Linked DNA regions of Sus scrofa: region 2 is linked to region 1. The links are chromatin contacts, called in public targeted proximity ligation maps. All regions are on one chromosome and are shown on one strand. The core of a region is the stretch at or near the end of the contact, and the rest is flanking DNA. Distances in the headings are between cores, read along the strand shown. Region 1 overlaps PTDSS1 (phosphatidylserine synthase 1). Region 2 holds the start of UQCRB (ubiquinol-cytochrome c reductase binding protein).

Region 1 (7,402 bases), core at 1,389-3,888:
AGAAAATTTCAGATGTCTGGAAGTAGATAGAGTAGCTCACCCCTCCCGACCATGTCACCCAGTTTCAACAGTTATCACCTCCTGGCCAGTCTTGTGCCCTTATATTCCATACCCGCTGTCCTCACCCCAATTCTTCTGAAGCAGATCCACCTTTACTATTTCAGTATATTTCTCTAAAAGAAGGTAAGAATGCTTTTTTGTTTAATGCAGCCATCTTATTATCATGTCTGAGAAAGAATTAGTCCCTTCTTGCTGTCAAATATCTGATTGGTGTTCACATTTCTTTTTTTCTTTCCTGGGCCTCGCCTCATGGCTCATGGAAGTTCCCAGGCCAGGGAAGAAACCTGAGCCACAGCAATGACCTAAGCTGCTGCAGTGACAACACCAGATCCTTAACCCCGTGTGGCACAAGGGAACTCCAGCATTCGCATTTGTAATGCTTCCTTAAATTTTTTTTTTTTTTTTTTGCTTTTTAGGGCCGCACCCACGGCATATGGAGGTTTCCAGGCTAGAGGTCGAATCAGAGCTACAGCTGCCAGCCTACGCCACAGTCAGAGCAATGTAGGATCCAAGCTGCATCTGCAACCTACGCCACAGCTCATGGCAACGCCAAATCCTTAACCCACTGAGTGAGGCCAGGGATTGAACCTGAAACGTCATGGTTCCTAGTTGGGTTTCCACTGCGCCATGATGGGAACTCCCTAAATTTTGTATTTTTTAACAGTTTATTGGAGTCAACTCACATTGACTTATTGTGATTGGTTGGCATGCCTTTTTTGCTTTGTTTTGTTTTTTAGGGCTGCACTCTTGGCATATGGAGGTTCTCAGGCTAGAGGTCAAATCTCAGCTATAGCCGCTGGCCTATGCCACAGCTCACAGCAGTGTTGGATCCTTTACCCCACTGAGCATGGCTAGGGCTCGAACCCCTGTCCTCATGGATGCTAGTCAGATTCGTTTCCACTGAGCCACAACGGGAACTCCAGTTGGCATGCCTTTTAAGTCTCTTTGAATCTATCCTTTTCCCTCTGTCTCTAGCTCTCTCTCCTTTACAGTTTATTTGCCAATGAAACAAGCTCTTTTGTCCCATACATTTTGCCTCACTCTGGTTTTACTGATTCCACCCTGACTGTAACTTTACAGGTTTCTTTGTCGTCTGTATTTTCTGTAAATTGGGAGCTGAATCTACAGGCTTAATAAGATCCAGGTCTTTTAAAAATTTTTTTGGCAAGACTACACTTTGTGTTTTTAAAGTGTTTTTTAAATTGCCTTTCATGGTGTCTGTTCTTAGGGTTAGGTGTTAGCAATCCTCACTATGCCAGGGCCCCTTGAACCTGTCCTGTCCTATTTTATCTTGAACATTAAAAGGGAATCATGAGCTCCTTTGTACTCAAACTCCAGCATTCATGCTCAGAGGTATCTTTCCATCGCAGAGAGACTTGACATAAGCACTAGTTAGCAGAGTGTGTCAGATGAGCCAGGAGGTCCTAACCGGCCACTCCAGACATTTCTCTCTGGCAGGTGCATCCCAGCTCTGAATTGTAGCTCCGCCCATGCAGGGGGGCGGGTGGGTGCCCCCCTCACCTGGCTCCACAGGGCCTCAGGGAGGTTGAGGCAGGCGAGACACGTGGGATGGGAGCAAAAGGCCCTTCTCAGAGCAGCACGTTTCGGGCCTCCCCCTGGGGTATCAGAGGCCAGAAAGGTCTCCCTACGATTCTGTCCAAGGAGCCACCTCTGGCCCCCAGCCAGCGGGGCCCCTCTAGTCTCTCTCTAAGCTTTAGAGACTTTCTCTCTGTTTGACTGATTAGATACTTAGCATCCTCCTCCTTGTCCGGGTGACTTTTGCTCTGCCTTGGTGTCTGTGTGATGGTAACTTTACTGAGGACAGGACCCATTTCTCAGTCTCTCCATCACTCAGCGTGGTCCCCTGTGTTGCTGAGTGCTCGCCAGAGCTGCCCTGATGCTGGAGCCACACACGCAGACGGTGGTGCCCATACAGTTGCTTCATGCTTACAACGTGCCAGATACTGTTCAAAACACTTTTCACAAGTTGCGCATTTGATCTTTTTTTTCTTTTTTGCTTTTTAGGGCTGCACTCACAGCATATGGAGGTTCCCAGGCTAGGGGTCGAATCAGAGCTACAACTGCTGGCCTGCAGCACAGCCACAGCAACGCCAGATCTGAGCTGTGTCTGCGACCTACACCACAGCTCACGGCAACGCCGGATCCTTAACCCACTGAGCGAGGCCAGGGATCAAACCCGAAACCTGGTTCCTAGTCGGATTTATTTCCACTGTGCCACAGTGGAAACTCTGCATATTTAATCTTTATGCTTTGATGGGAGGTGCTTTATTATCCCTCTTTTATAGAGAAATAAAGGCGCAGGAGGTTCACTAGCCTGTCCGAGGTCATGTAGATAGTCAATGGCCGTGCCAGGGCTCAGGACCCGGATAGTCTGGCTGGAGTTTCCTGCTCCCCCTCTGAGGACCTCCGAGTCCATGTGGGAATTACATGTGCAGACTGCTCATGTTACTGTGTGATAAACACCCCGGGAGGTGTGTGCACAGAGCCTGAGGAGCCCTGGAGAGAGCAGCAGACAAGCTGGGGGGAAGTGCCCAGAGGTCACATGTGCTCAGTATCAGGGGGTTCCCCCACCCCTCAGCGCCCCACCCTGAGACCTCAGCGGCTGCCTCCTCTTCCGTCACCCTCCGAGTCAGCGGAGTTCATTCAGGCATGTGACCCACCTCCATCCCCTCCCCTCTGTTCCACTGCCTCTGCCCCTGTCCAGACACCCATTTTCCCCTGTGCTGCCCTTCAGATCCATTGTCTACACTGCTGCCTATGTGATCATCCAGAATCCAGATGGGAATCCCTTTCCCCTGCTTTGACTCGTTCCCTGTCACTGGGGCTTTGCAAGAACCCAGTAGTACAACATTCTCCCCTCCCAGGTTCAGAGCAGTTAAGAGGTAGGCAGCGTGGATGGAGGCTGCGGAGATCAACACAGCATCTTTATTACCGAGAGTCTGCATCTTTCAGTCTTAGCTTTAGATGCGTGCCAGCAGGGGCTTCAGAAAAGTAGCCCCCAAAAGCAGACCTAGGACTCTCCAGCCCCGGGCACAGGCCTCACACCCAGATGGGAAGGCAGGAAACACCCAGCTTCCTCATCTTGTGTTCCCTCATCAGTTAAGATACAGTCTTTGCCGGAGGGGGGGGGGCATGAGGGATGCAGAGAAGCACAAGTGTTAAACCAGGAAAACTCCTTCCAGAGACAGAAACAGCCAGAAACACGTAGGATCCACCCTACCCCACCCGAGACTCTGACACAAACCTCCCAGCTGCAATAGGGCGTCGTGCTTGCGTGTTTATCTCAACCATTCACCACACCCACCTCCTGTAGCAAAGTGCTCCCTGTTGCCTGGGCTCAGCATCCTCCCAGATCTGTCCTGCCTCCCTCCAGGATGCTTCCTCTGCCAGCTCGCTCTGAGTGCTTTCCCCAGCTTTCTCTACATGGTGAACCTTATCCCAAGACCAAACATCAACCCATGCCTTCCATGAGATTCGCTCTGACCTGCAAGGCAGACTAGACAACTCCTTCTTGGGGGACCAGCTGCATATGTATGTATTTCTTTGAATTCTAACCCCAGGACAATGTCAGCTCTGGTGGTTGTATCTGTCTCCTTAACATGGTGCTTCCTGCTTGCAAAGAATAGGCTTCTGTCATCCTTTTGTCCCCATGGAGTCCAGTGCAGTGCCTGGTACACAGGGAACAGGCGGCAAAGGCAGGGAGGAGAAGGGAACAGGGGCAAGAGGCAAAGACACATGGGCGGGCTGAGACAAGTGTGGGTGAGGGCGGGGGAAAGAGTGAGAGGCCAAGGAGGGGATGGGCATCTCAGGACAGGCTCTGTGTGTTGCAGTTGGAGAAGGACAGGTTTAAAGAAATCTCACAGAGCAGGTGGAGGTGAAGAGTGTGGAGGGGCAGGGCCTGGAGCAGGGGGGAGCCCAAGGGGGTGGCAGGGACCTCAGTGAGAACCTAAGCAAGGCAGCAGCTTTGAAGATGCAGAGGAAGGGCTGGATCGAGAGCCCAGCTCAAAGCTGGGTGGGGCAACTCTAGGCTTTCTTGTGTGTGCCATCAGGGTGGCTTTTGGTGCTGGGAACAGGTTGAGGGATATCAGAGAAGCCTGTTGAAAGGAGATGATTAGGTTTGAGGGACCCTTAGATTTTTTTTTTTTTTTTTTTTTTTTTTTTTTTTTTTGTCTTTTTGCCTCTTCTAGGACCACTTCCGCAGCATATGGAGGTTCCCAGGCTAGGGGTTGAATCAGAGCTGTAGCCACCGGCCTATGCCAGAGCCACAGCAATGCCAGATCCAAGCCATGTCTGCGACCTACACCACAGCTCATGGCAACGCCGGATCCTTAACCCACTGAGCAAGGCCAGGGATCGAACCCGCAGCCTCATGGTTCCTAGTCAGATTTGTTAACCACTGTGCCACCAAGGGAACTCCAGAGGGACCCTTAGATTTTACAGGTGAAGGTGTCCCTTGTCATTGGAAATTCCGGTCTGTCCAGTAGCTTTGGAAAGACTCAGCCCGTGGTGGAGATGAAGGAGTCGGGATGATCCGTGTGTAGGACGTGGTTGGAGCCATTGAGTTGGTAAGAGTCAGGGAACATAGCATGGAGAGAGCAGCTGGCTGAGAACGGGTTCTGGGGAGCAGCCACAATTTAGAGGCCAGGCTGAGGCCAAGAAACAGCCATAGGAAAGGGGACATTAAAGATGAGAATATCCCAGTGAGCAGTATCAGGGATGCGGGCCATGGAGGGGGGACCCGGCCCAAAAAGCAGCTGTTGGCTGGGATGACTAGGGATCCCCCCTGCCTTGTGCATTTCCCAGTTAGAGAAAAAGCACAAACAAGGTCCTGGCACTTTTTCATCATTGTGGCCTTTATTAATGATCAAGATTGGTCTCTGTCTCAGGAATGCCCTCTGGTGGGCAGGATGTGCAATAACATTATTCAGTAAGAGAGCCTTGAGTCAACACCACGTCTTTACCCTGAGAGAAGCAAAGCCCCCAACTCTCCGCCTTGCTTGGTATGACAGCATACACAGAATTTGAGATTAGTGTGGAAGCAAAGATCCCATATGCTGGGTAATGAGCTGCCCCAGCGCCCATTGTCCGATCCGTCTGGGTGCCTTCCAATGCTTGTTACCATGACATAGATGACACGCCCATGGCTCTGTGCCTCTTTGGCTCTCCGCCTTCACGTTTTTCTTTCCTTTTCTCCTCCCTTTTCCTCAAACAAAATCCGGACAATTGCTGTTTTAAATCCAGGCCTTGGGATTTCAAGTGGGTATGTGCCTAGATGTCCACAGGTGTGATTGCAAACCCATAAATTTCAAGCTTCTTCCTCCTGGGACCAGGGAAAAAGGGGCCTCTTGTACCCAAGCGAAGTGCTAAATTTGGCAACCGTGGCAAGCCTCTTGCATGGTGATTGTGATGAGCAGCATCTGTCGCCCAGCACCTGCCAGACTTCTCCTAGCCCAGCTGCAAAGCCAGCTCTGCCCAGCTGGCAGCAGCCAAAGAGCCTCACTTGCCTCGCCTGCCCTCCCAAGGAAAGGAAGGAAGCTGGAGAAGAAGCCCGGGCATGCTTGCCCTCTGGTGGGCAGGATGCGCAATGACAGCCAACCCAGCCCTCACTGCTACCTTGGTCTTAGCAGAATGATGTCCTTTGGCCAGCCTCCCCACCAGTACTGCCTAGCCACTGACTAGTCTTCGGAGGTAGAACTTGTCCTGCCTGCCCTCTGTGTGCAACCTAGGCCAGTCTGTTCTTCTCTTTGTAAAGGCGCTAAAACATTTGTAGGTTTCCATGTGCAGATCCTCCAGTTTTCCTACTCTTGCTCTTCTGTGAAATGATGTATTTATTTATTTATTTTATTTTTGTCTTTTTGCCTTTTCTTGAGCCGCTCCTGTGGCATATGGAGGTTCCCAGGCTAGGGGTCGAATCGGAGCTGTAGCCACCGACCTACGCCAGAGCCACAGCAACGCGGGATCCGAGCTGCGTCTACAACCTACAGCACAGCTCACGGCAACGCCAGATCCTTAACCCACTGAGCAAGGGCAGGGATCGAACCCGCAACCTCATGGTTCCTAGTCGGATTCGTTAACCACTGCGCCATGACGGGAACTCCATGAAATGGTGTATTTAATAGTGGTGTATATCAGAATCTGAACAAGTACTAGAATATGTTAAAGGTTAGAAGTGGCTTTTGTGGGAGTTCCTGGTTGTGCCTCAGCGGGTTACAAACCCAGCTAGTATCCATGAAGAAACGGGTTCAATCCCTGGCCTCGTTCAGTGAGTTAAGGATCTGGCGCTGCCATGAGCTGTAGTGTAGGTCACAGATGTGGCTTGGATCCTGCATTGCTATGGCTGTGGCATAGGCTGGCAGATGCAGCTCTGATTGGACCCCTAGTCCGGGAACTTCCCTATGCTTGCTGCAGGTGCAGCCCTAAAAAGCAAAAACCAAACAAACAAAAAATATGTAGCTTTCATTTTATAATTTTAATGTATCTATTCATTGCCCAGTATTTTGATAGAGGTATGAACTTTTTTTAATGCCCATAGTACACCAGTTTGCATACGGATTTAATATAAAATGAACTAGGGAGTCTTCTTATATTTTATGTTATCTCTCCACCATGCTGCTAGTCCCACTTCACTGATGTGGAAGAAGAATGGCCAGCTGGAGCACTCAGACGCCTTTCTTTTTTGACACTTGAGGACTCTGTGCACCCAGCAGACACTCCGTGAATATCACTGACATAAAGGAACTGGGCCAGGGCTAGATTCCAAGCTGTGGAGTTCCTATCATGGCTCAGCAGTTAACAAATCTGACTAGCATCCATGAGGATGAAGATTTGATCCATGGCCTCGCTCAGTGGGTTAAGTAAGAATACACAGCCCGGCCTTCCCTGTGCTCTTGGCTTCACCCTCCAGGCTGTGGGCTCTGCAGAGGGATGCTGCTGGGATTGAGATCTTCCCAGGATGCTTTTCTTCCTGCAGGAATGGATGCCTGGACAGATAAAGGGATAGAGCTATAAAGATGTACAGGTATAAAATCAATAGTTGTCTTAATAGCCATCCCTGAAATGTGCCAGGAATATAAAGAGACCTTCTGGCTTCAGTCTTGCCATGTACTAGCTGTGTGTCTTTGAGAAGGCCATTCACCTCTCTGAGCCTTTATTTCCCCACTGTGAAATGAGGAGAGGTGCTGACATTAATGGTCTCTGAGGCAGCGCCTCTAGATGTAAAGTTATGGCAGCTTTTGTTTTTGTTTTTGTTTTTTTGTTTGTTTGTTTTTTTGTTTTTTAGGCTAGCATGTGCAGCATATGGAAATTTCCAGGCTAGGGTTCA
Region 2 (7,402 bases), core at 1,310-3,809, 93 kb before region 1:
AGTCGGATTCGTTTCTGCTGTACAACGGGAACTCTGTCATGTATACTTTAAATCATCTCTAGATTGCTTATAATACTTAATGCAAAATAAATGGTACGTAGATGGTTGTAAATCCAAAGCAAATGCTATTTCTATTTCGAACTTTCTGGAATTTTTTCCCCAAAATATTTCCGATCATGAGGGTGGCTGAATCCCCAGTGTGGAACCAGTGGATGTGGAGGGCCAACTCTACTGCCGCTCCAGCTTCTCAAAGTCCATTATCCCATTCCCTTCTGTTCCCCTGTTACCATCAGAACTGAAGGGGTGGGAGATGGAAGGGAAACTGGGAACTCGGAACTTGCCCATCATTTGTAGTTTCAGAAACAGATTACAGAAAACAAATGTAAACTTTCCAAGGGAGTTGGAGCTGTATGAAAAGGTGAGATTTCAAGATACGCTGGCAGATTTAAATGAGCCCCAGCCATATTTTTATTCCATATTACCTTTATGTCACATGGCCACTCTCTTTTAAAATACATATGTATTTCTGGGAGGGCTGTGATAACATTAGTAAGTCACTTACTATTAAGGAGGACAAGTAAAACAAGCACATTATCCTCCGCCCAAGTAGCTAACTTTCCACCGAGGGAATGGATATTTGAGAACAGATGAGAAGAAACAGGTAATGTTAAAACTCTTTGGGGGTAGTTTCCATTGTGGCTCAGTGGAAACGAACCTGACTAGCATCCACGAGGATGCAGGTTCGACACCTGGCCTCACTCAGTGTTGTTATGGGCTGTGGTGTAGGTTGCAGACTCGGCTTGGATCTGGCATGGCTGTGGCTGTGGTGTAGGCCATGGCTGTGGCTGTGGTGTTGGCCAGTGGCTACAGCTCTGATTCGACCCCTAGCCTGGGAACCTCATATGCAGAGGGTGCAGCCCTAAAAAGACAAACGAACAAACCAAAAAAACTCTTTGGGAACAGGACTGTGCCTGATGGGTTACCCAGTAGGGGCGGAGAGCAATGCGAGAGTGCCTGAGGTTTCAGGAGAGGTATGATACAGAAGAGGAGGTATGGTAAGTTTAAATTTTCTTTTAAAATTCCTGTCTTGGAGTTCCCGCTGTGGTGCAGCCGGTTAAGGAATGCCGGAGGTGCAGCTTGGAATCAAGCCCTGGCCCAGAAGTGTGGCCAAAAAAGGAAAAAAAAAAAAAAAAAAAAATGTTGTCTTAGGGCTAGCCCCTTACCAAGGAAGGAAAGCAAACTCTTTAATCTCAAACCCTCCTTATTACATCCCAGATTACACAGCTTTGGTAAATCTCTTTGCAAATTAAGCACCACATAACTGCACTGCTTCTAGGAAAACAACTACCAAAGAGTCAACAAACTACAAACATATTTGTAGGAGACAACTGTATTTACCAGTGATGGTAATAACGATTAATATTCACTGTGTGCCAGGCACTATTCTATCTGCTTTAACTCCCATTCGCTAGTTATTTACAACACTCTTGTCCTTGCATAAGAGGAGTAAGATTTATTCAAGATCAGAAGCAGCTAGTGATAGGGTTTAGGCCAGGTCTACCTAGTTTCCAAACGCAGCACAGAAGCAGAACGCCTTAAATAGCTGCCCAATTAATGAAGTAATGAATTCTTAAAAGTTTCCACCACCTCTGAAAAGCTCAATGTGATTTAGATAACCAACTTATCTGGCAATCTGATGTTTCCTTACTAGCTTCACAATTGCTGGGGCAGAGAGAAAACATTTTTTAAAAGTTAATTCCAATTCACACCGCCAGAGGGCAGCGATTGGCCAAAAAAGAGAAAAAAGAAAACCCTACCTTAGAACGTCCTGTTTTAAATATTCCGGTTGTTTCTGCATTCTATTCCATAATATACGTTCATCCCAATGCCTACAATAAATGAAAATTTCTCCAAATCCACAGATCAACTTGACGTTCCAGATAAGCCAAGGTCAACCTGAAACTTCACTATAACCCTTGCTCAGCTGCCTCTAACTCCCAGTCTGAGAAGAGCGAAAGGTGGAACAGGTTTCCAGCCCTATTTCCTCCGGTCACTTTGCCTCAGTTATCTCACCAGCCTAAAAGGAAAACTAACCACCGTCCCCCTCGCGCCGGCGGGAGAACTGATCGAGCGAACGCACATGACAGCGCTTGGCTCACAATAAGTACTCAGTTCATTTGGGTTCAAGGTCAGCCACTGATTATCTCCTGGTGCCCTTGAACTCTTTTAAGGCCGAGGGGAAGGGCTGCCGAGCACGAGAAGCCTGAACACCAGGGCTGTGGCAGCCACCGCGGGTACCTTCACCACAGCAGGTCCTATCCCAACCCTCTGGGCGAGCCCGGCCTAGCGACAGCAAGGGGGTAGGACCCAAGCGTCTTTCAGGCGGGCCGCCGCCGCCTTCCCTTATGCCGCAAACCTAGCCACTTAGAGCAAAGGAAGACGAGCAAGTTGCTGCGAAAATAGGTTAAGCGCTGCGACGTCAGCCAGGCAAGATGCCACTCACTTACCAGCAGGCCTGCTCGCCATTTTGACCCGAGACAGAAGCGTTGCCTGATGGGTAAGTCCTAAAGGACGCGCAGGGTCCAGTGCGCAGGCGCGCTACGTCACGTCGCGAGGAGAGGGAGGACGCTCGCGCAGGCGCAGTTTTGGCGGCCGGTGTTTGGTTCCTGCCCTGCACACCTCTCCAGCCCCCTGGGTTTTATCCATCCAGCGGGTCTGGAACTGGTCCCGGTTCCAAGAGGCGGTACTTGTGACCTGATGGGGGAAACACTAGGCAGGGAATTAGGACACCAGGGCTTTAGCTTGGGTTGTGTTACTGACGAGCTCTGAGAGTTGAGGCAGTATGAATTGCGCCCTTTCTGCCAAGCACCATGCTAAGCAGTTTCTGGACGTATTTTCATTTAATTCTAAATCTGTAAGATAAATACTACTGTGATCGTACCTATTGTAGGGAAGAGGAAACAGGCTCAGAAAGCTTTCATAAATTGTCCAAGGGCACACAAGGTAGGGAGAATCCAGATTCATCTTCCAGAATCTGAGACTGGATAAAACTGTGGCACTCCTTAATTGTAGGGCCATGTGCTACCCCACTAATCCAGGAGACACCTTCTCTGACCTTCAGTTTCTCCAGGTGAAGTTGTACATCAAGACTTTTTAGTGGAAATCTAGTTAAGAGAATTTGAGTGCCTTGTGATTTTTTTGTTTGTTTTTATGGCTACACCTGCGGCATATGGAAGTTCCCTGGGCCAGAGTTCTAACTGGAGCTTCAGCCAAGGCCTAGGCCACAATGGATCCGAACTGGATCTGCAATTTAGGCTGTACCTTTTGGGCAACACCAGATCCTTAACCCACTGAAGGAGGACGGAATCCTCACAGAGACAACGTTGGGTCCTTAACTCCATGAGCCACAAAGGCAACTCCTTGAATGCAATTTTAAGGTAAAATAACTACTTTCACTGTCTCAATTCCAACATGTTTCATCTGAGGTATAAAAACCCAGGGGCAGCAGTGTCACAAACTGTTAAGGGAGAAGAATTTTACTAAAGGATGCAAAGCAAAATAAATGATTAATTAGTGGGTGAGGCAGAGAGGGGACTATCCAAGTAACTTTTCCCTGCAAAAGAAGATATGCTCCACAGTGACAGCTCTCCACATATAAGCAAGTTCTCTTGCTGAACACAGTCATGAGAAGAGTCAAAGGTTAAATCCCTCTCATCATGCTATGTTTTAAAAAGAAATTTGTATTTGGGAGTTCCCATTGTGGTGCAGCAGTAACAAACCCGTCAAGTATCCATGAGGACGTGGCTTCTATCCCTGGCTTCCCTGTGGATTAAGGATCTGGTGTTGCTGTGGCTGTGGTGTAGGCCAGCAGCTATAGCTCTGATTCGACCCCTAGACTGGGAACCTCCATGTGTCTTGGATGCAGCCCTGACAATACAACAAACAACAACAACAAAATACTTGTGGTTTTAGGACTGTTCATTACAGCAACACAGATAGCCCATTCTGAGAGGGTTGTTAATAAAGGCAAAATGAGGTTCTGAGCCAAAGAAAGGCTAGGCAGGATGGCTCCATGCTTTGCCTCCTAGCTCATCCTTCTTCCTTGTTTCCTGTTATGTGATCTCATCCATTAGAGAACTCCATGAAGACACATATCCCTGCCACCCTAGGTACTGTATTTTAGGAACGCAAATGTCTGCTGGGCAAGTGAATAAAATTCCTCTAACAGGAAGGCCCTGACCCATTATAAATTTAGTTTCTCACAAGGTTTCAGGATACCCAACAGCACAAAGCCCTGATACACAATAAACTACTCCCAAAGTTAGTGGTTTAAAACACTTTCTGAATTCCCAATTCTGAATTCGGCTGGGAAATTCTGCTCCCTGTGGTACCTACTGAGGCTGGAATACACAAGACTGGCTCTCACTCACTTATCTGGTGCTCACTTGGAACAGCTGAGGTTTGGTCGGGAATCTCTTCCCGCCTCATTTCTCCAGTAGTCACCAGGCCTCTTTCCATCCTGGCCCAGGGTTCCAGGACAACTGCAGATGTGCAAGTAGCCCAGGAACCAGAGTGCACCAGTCAGTGTGGGAGGGAATAATACGATTGCAAATACCGGATGTGGTTCCTTGGGGGTCTACTCAGTCTCGTGATCCTAAGGCAGATAACAAACCACGATGGCTCATCTTACAAATAAGCAGACTAGAGGTTAAATAATTTGCCCAGGATTACATGTTTAAATGGTAAATGGAAAAAAGGAAATATTATTTCATGCTATAAATCTTTACACCCTGCCACTAAGTCAAAGATTTATTGTGCCCTTTTATATTCTCATTGCTCACCTTCAAACAACTTTCCTTCCTTTTCCTGATTCTCAGTAACTGACTGGGCAATTTTTTTTTTAAATTAAAGTATTGTTGATTTACAATGTTGTGTTAGTTTCAGGGGTACAGCAAAGTGAATATATATATATATATATATATATGTACTTTTTCAGACTCTTTTACACAAGATATTTAATATAGTTCCCTGTGCTATACAGTAGGTCCTTTTTGCTTATTTTTGCTATAGTAGTATGTATCTATTAATCCTGAATTCCAATTCATCCTTCCTCTGGCCAGCTCTGAATGTCTGTGCTCAGAAACCTAACAGTGCAGAAAATCCAAAATTGAGTAATTTTTATAGCATTATCTAAGTGAGTAGTAGATACGAGGTGGAATATAGTATGCTCCAGAAACTTTAAATAGAGCTGTCTTGTGATAAAACCCCTGTATTTATTATTTTTGGCCAGACCTGTGGCATATACTAGTTCTTGGTCCAGGGATCAAATCCAAGCTGCAGCTGTGACCTACACACCACAACTGTGGCAATGCTAGATCCTTAACTCAGCATGCTCCCAAAACTCCTTGAAAAGACTTTGAAAATAGGAGTTCCCGTCGTGGCACAGTGGTTAACAAATCCGACCAGGAACCATGAGGTTGCAGGTTGGATCCCTGGCCTCGCCCAGTGGGTTGGGGATCCAGCCTTGCCGTGAGCTGTGGTGTAGGTCGAAGAGGTGGCTTGGATCCTCCGTTGCTGTGGCTGTGGCAGAGGCTGGCAGCTACAGCTCTGATTAGACCCCTAGTCTGGGAACTTCCATATGCCTCGGGAAGTGGCCCTAGAAAAGACACACACACACACACACACACACACAAGAAAATAGGAAAATCTTCCACTGACCTCATCTGCGCCAGGACAACATACCAGCTTCAACATACCAGCTTATACTAAAACTGACTCTGTTCTTCTAAGCTTGCTATATAATTTATTTATATGTATATATGTATTTTTTTTTCTTTTTGTCTTTTTTAGGGCTGCGCCCATGGCATATGGAGGTTCCCAGGCTAGGGGTCTAATCAAAGCTCAGCCTACGCCTCAGCCACAGCAACACAGAATCCAAGCCATCCAAGACACATCTGTGGCCTACACCACAGCTTGCAGCAACATTGGATCCTTAACCCACTGAGCAAGGCCAGGGATCGAACCCACATCCTCATGGATACTAGTAGGGTTCATTTCTGCCAAGGCACAACGGGAACTCCTGAGCTTGCTATATTTTTAGTAATCTCCTTCCTAAGGAGAAAGGAAATGGCTGAGTCAAAGATAAATTCAGTTACCAGGAACTTGTAAGAAACATCTACCAGAAGTACACCCAAATTTACAATGTCAGGACATTTTTTTTCAGTATCAATTGAGGCTTGAGGCATTTATTTAAAAATATATTAATTTATTCATATAAACATTCACTTTACATTATTACATGGTAACATTCATCAAAAATTAAAGAGTTTTTAAGAATTTTTCAAAGTCCTGTACTGAGGCCTTGGCCATCTCTTCACAAAATATTTCATCAGGCATAGATACCAGTTTGTCCAAAGAGATGTAGTTAGGCTTTGCTGGATCATACTGTGCTCTTCCTAAATAGGCAAGAAACAAATGTCTTTCTTTGATTTTAAACAACCTTGTATTAAATACCTAGAAAAGAAAAAAAAAGTCGTTTAAAAAATATTGTGGGAATTCCCTGGTGGCTCAGTGGGTTAAGGGATCAAAATCCAAGCAGCAGCCTGGGTCGATGATGTGGCATGGGCTCAATCCATGCATGGCCCAGGAACTTCTACATGCAGTGGGCATGGCTAATAATAATAATGATAACATTTGCACTAAAAGATGAAAATGTTTATTATGTCTAAAACTATTAAAATGTTTATTTGGCCAAAAATTTAAACAGGCTGTGAAGCTTCCTATCTTTTTTTTTTTCTTTCCTTCTTTTTAAATTCCTGTTGCTCTCTGTGACTAGTATCAAAAGGAAATGAACCTGGACTTCAGGGGAGCCACTCACCCACTTCGGGAGTTAAAGCTCCCAAGGAGCAGAGTGAATATAGTTTACTGTAAAAAGGAATTAGAAGCAGGCTAAGTCCCAAAAACCAGCTGCAAGAAAGAAGGTATTACTGGGAGGTCAGGCCACTTGAAATAGAGTCCTAAGCTGGATAGACATCTGTGAGGCCCCCAGGCAAGGCCCAATGGACCACATTCAGTGTTAGGTCCCAGGTTCTTCTCTTGGCTCTATTTCAGATGCACTGGGGACACTCTACATGACACATAACCCCTGGGAGTCTTTCTTTATGTTCAAGTGGAAACAAAATATTAACAGGTCATTATGAAAAACAACTGTTGAAAACTAATGTACCTTAAGAATAGTGACCAAAAAAAGTATAGTGTGCTAACTCAACATGGGTTTGGCTTGCTTTGGGAACAAAACATCTTTTTCTCTCTCTGCAGAAACAAATTACATGCTGTTCTGCCTTCATTTTGGCAACTAAATTCCCATTATCCCATTATTACTGTTCAGAAGATGCAAGATGCT

What was found.
Region 2: a contact with region 1 is called in a targeted proximity ligation map of alveolar macrophages, with 5 times the contacts expected there. A contact is called at or near these places in 2 of 5 promoter capture datasets (fetal liver and liver), 31 of 47 Hi-C or Micro-C datasets (adipose tissue, alveolar macrophages, blood and 15 more) and 2 of 2 datasets of targeted methods (alveolar macrophages and skeletal muscle).

The regions. Positions count from the first base shown.
Region 1 is chr4:40,305,672-40,313,073 of Sscrofa11.1, reverse strand. All of the region lies in intron 10 of PTDSS1 (phosphatidylserine synthase 1), which reads left to right. Among named protein-coding and RNA genes, the nearest start is that of PTDSS1, 67 kb to the left of the region's middle.
Region 2 is chr4:40,398,461-40,405,862 of Sscrofa11.1, reverse strand. UQCRB (ubiquinol-cytochrome c reductase binding protein) reads right to left here and starts at 2,559. Exons shown (of 4, transcript NM_001185172.1): 1 at 2,508-2,559. The coding sequence starts at 2,526. MTERF3 (transcription termination factor 3, mitochondrial) reads right to left here. Exons shown (of 9, transcript XM_021089076.1): 9 at 6,249-6,513. The coding sequence ends at 6,319.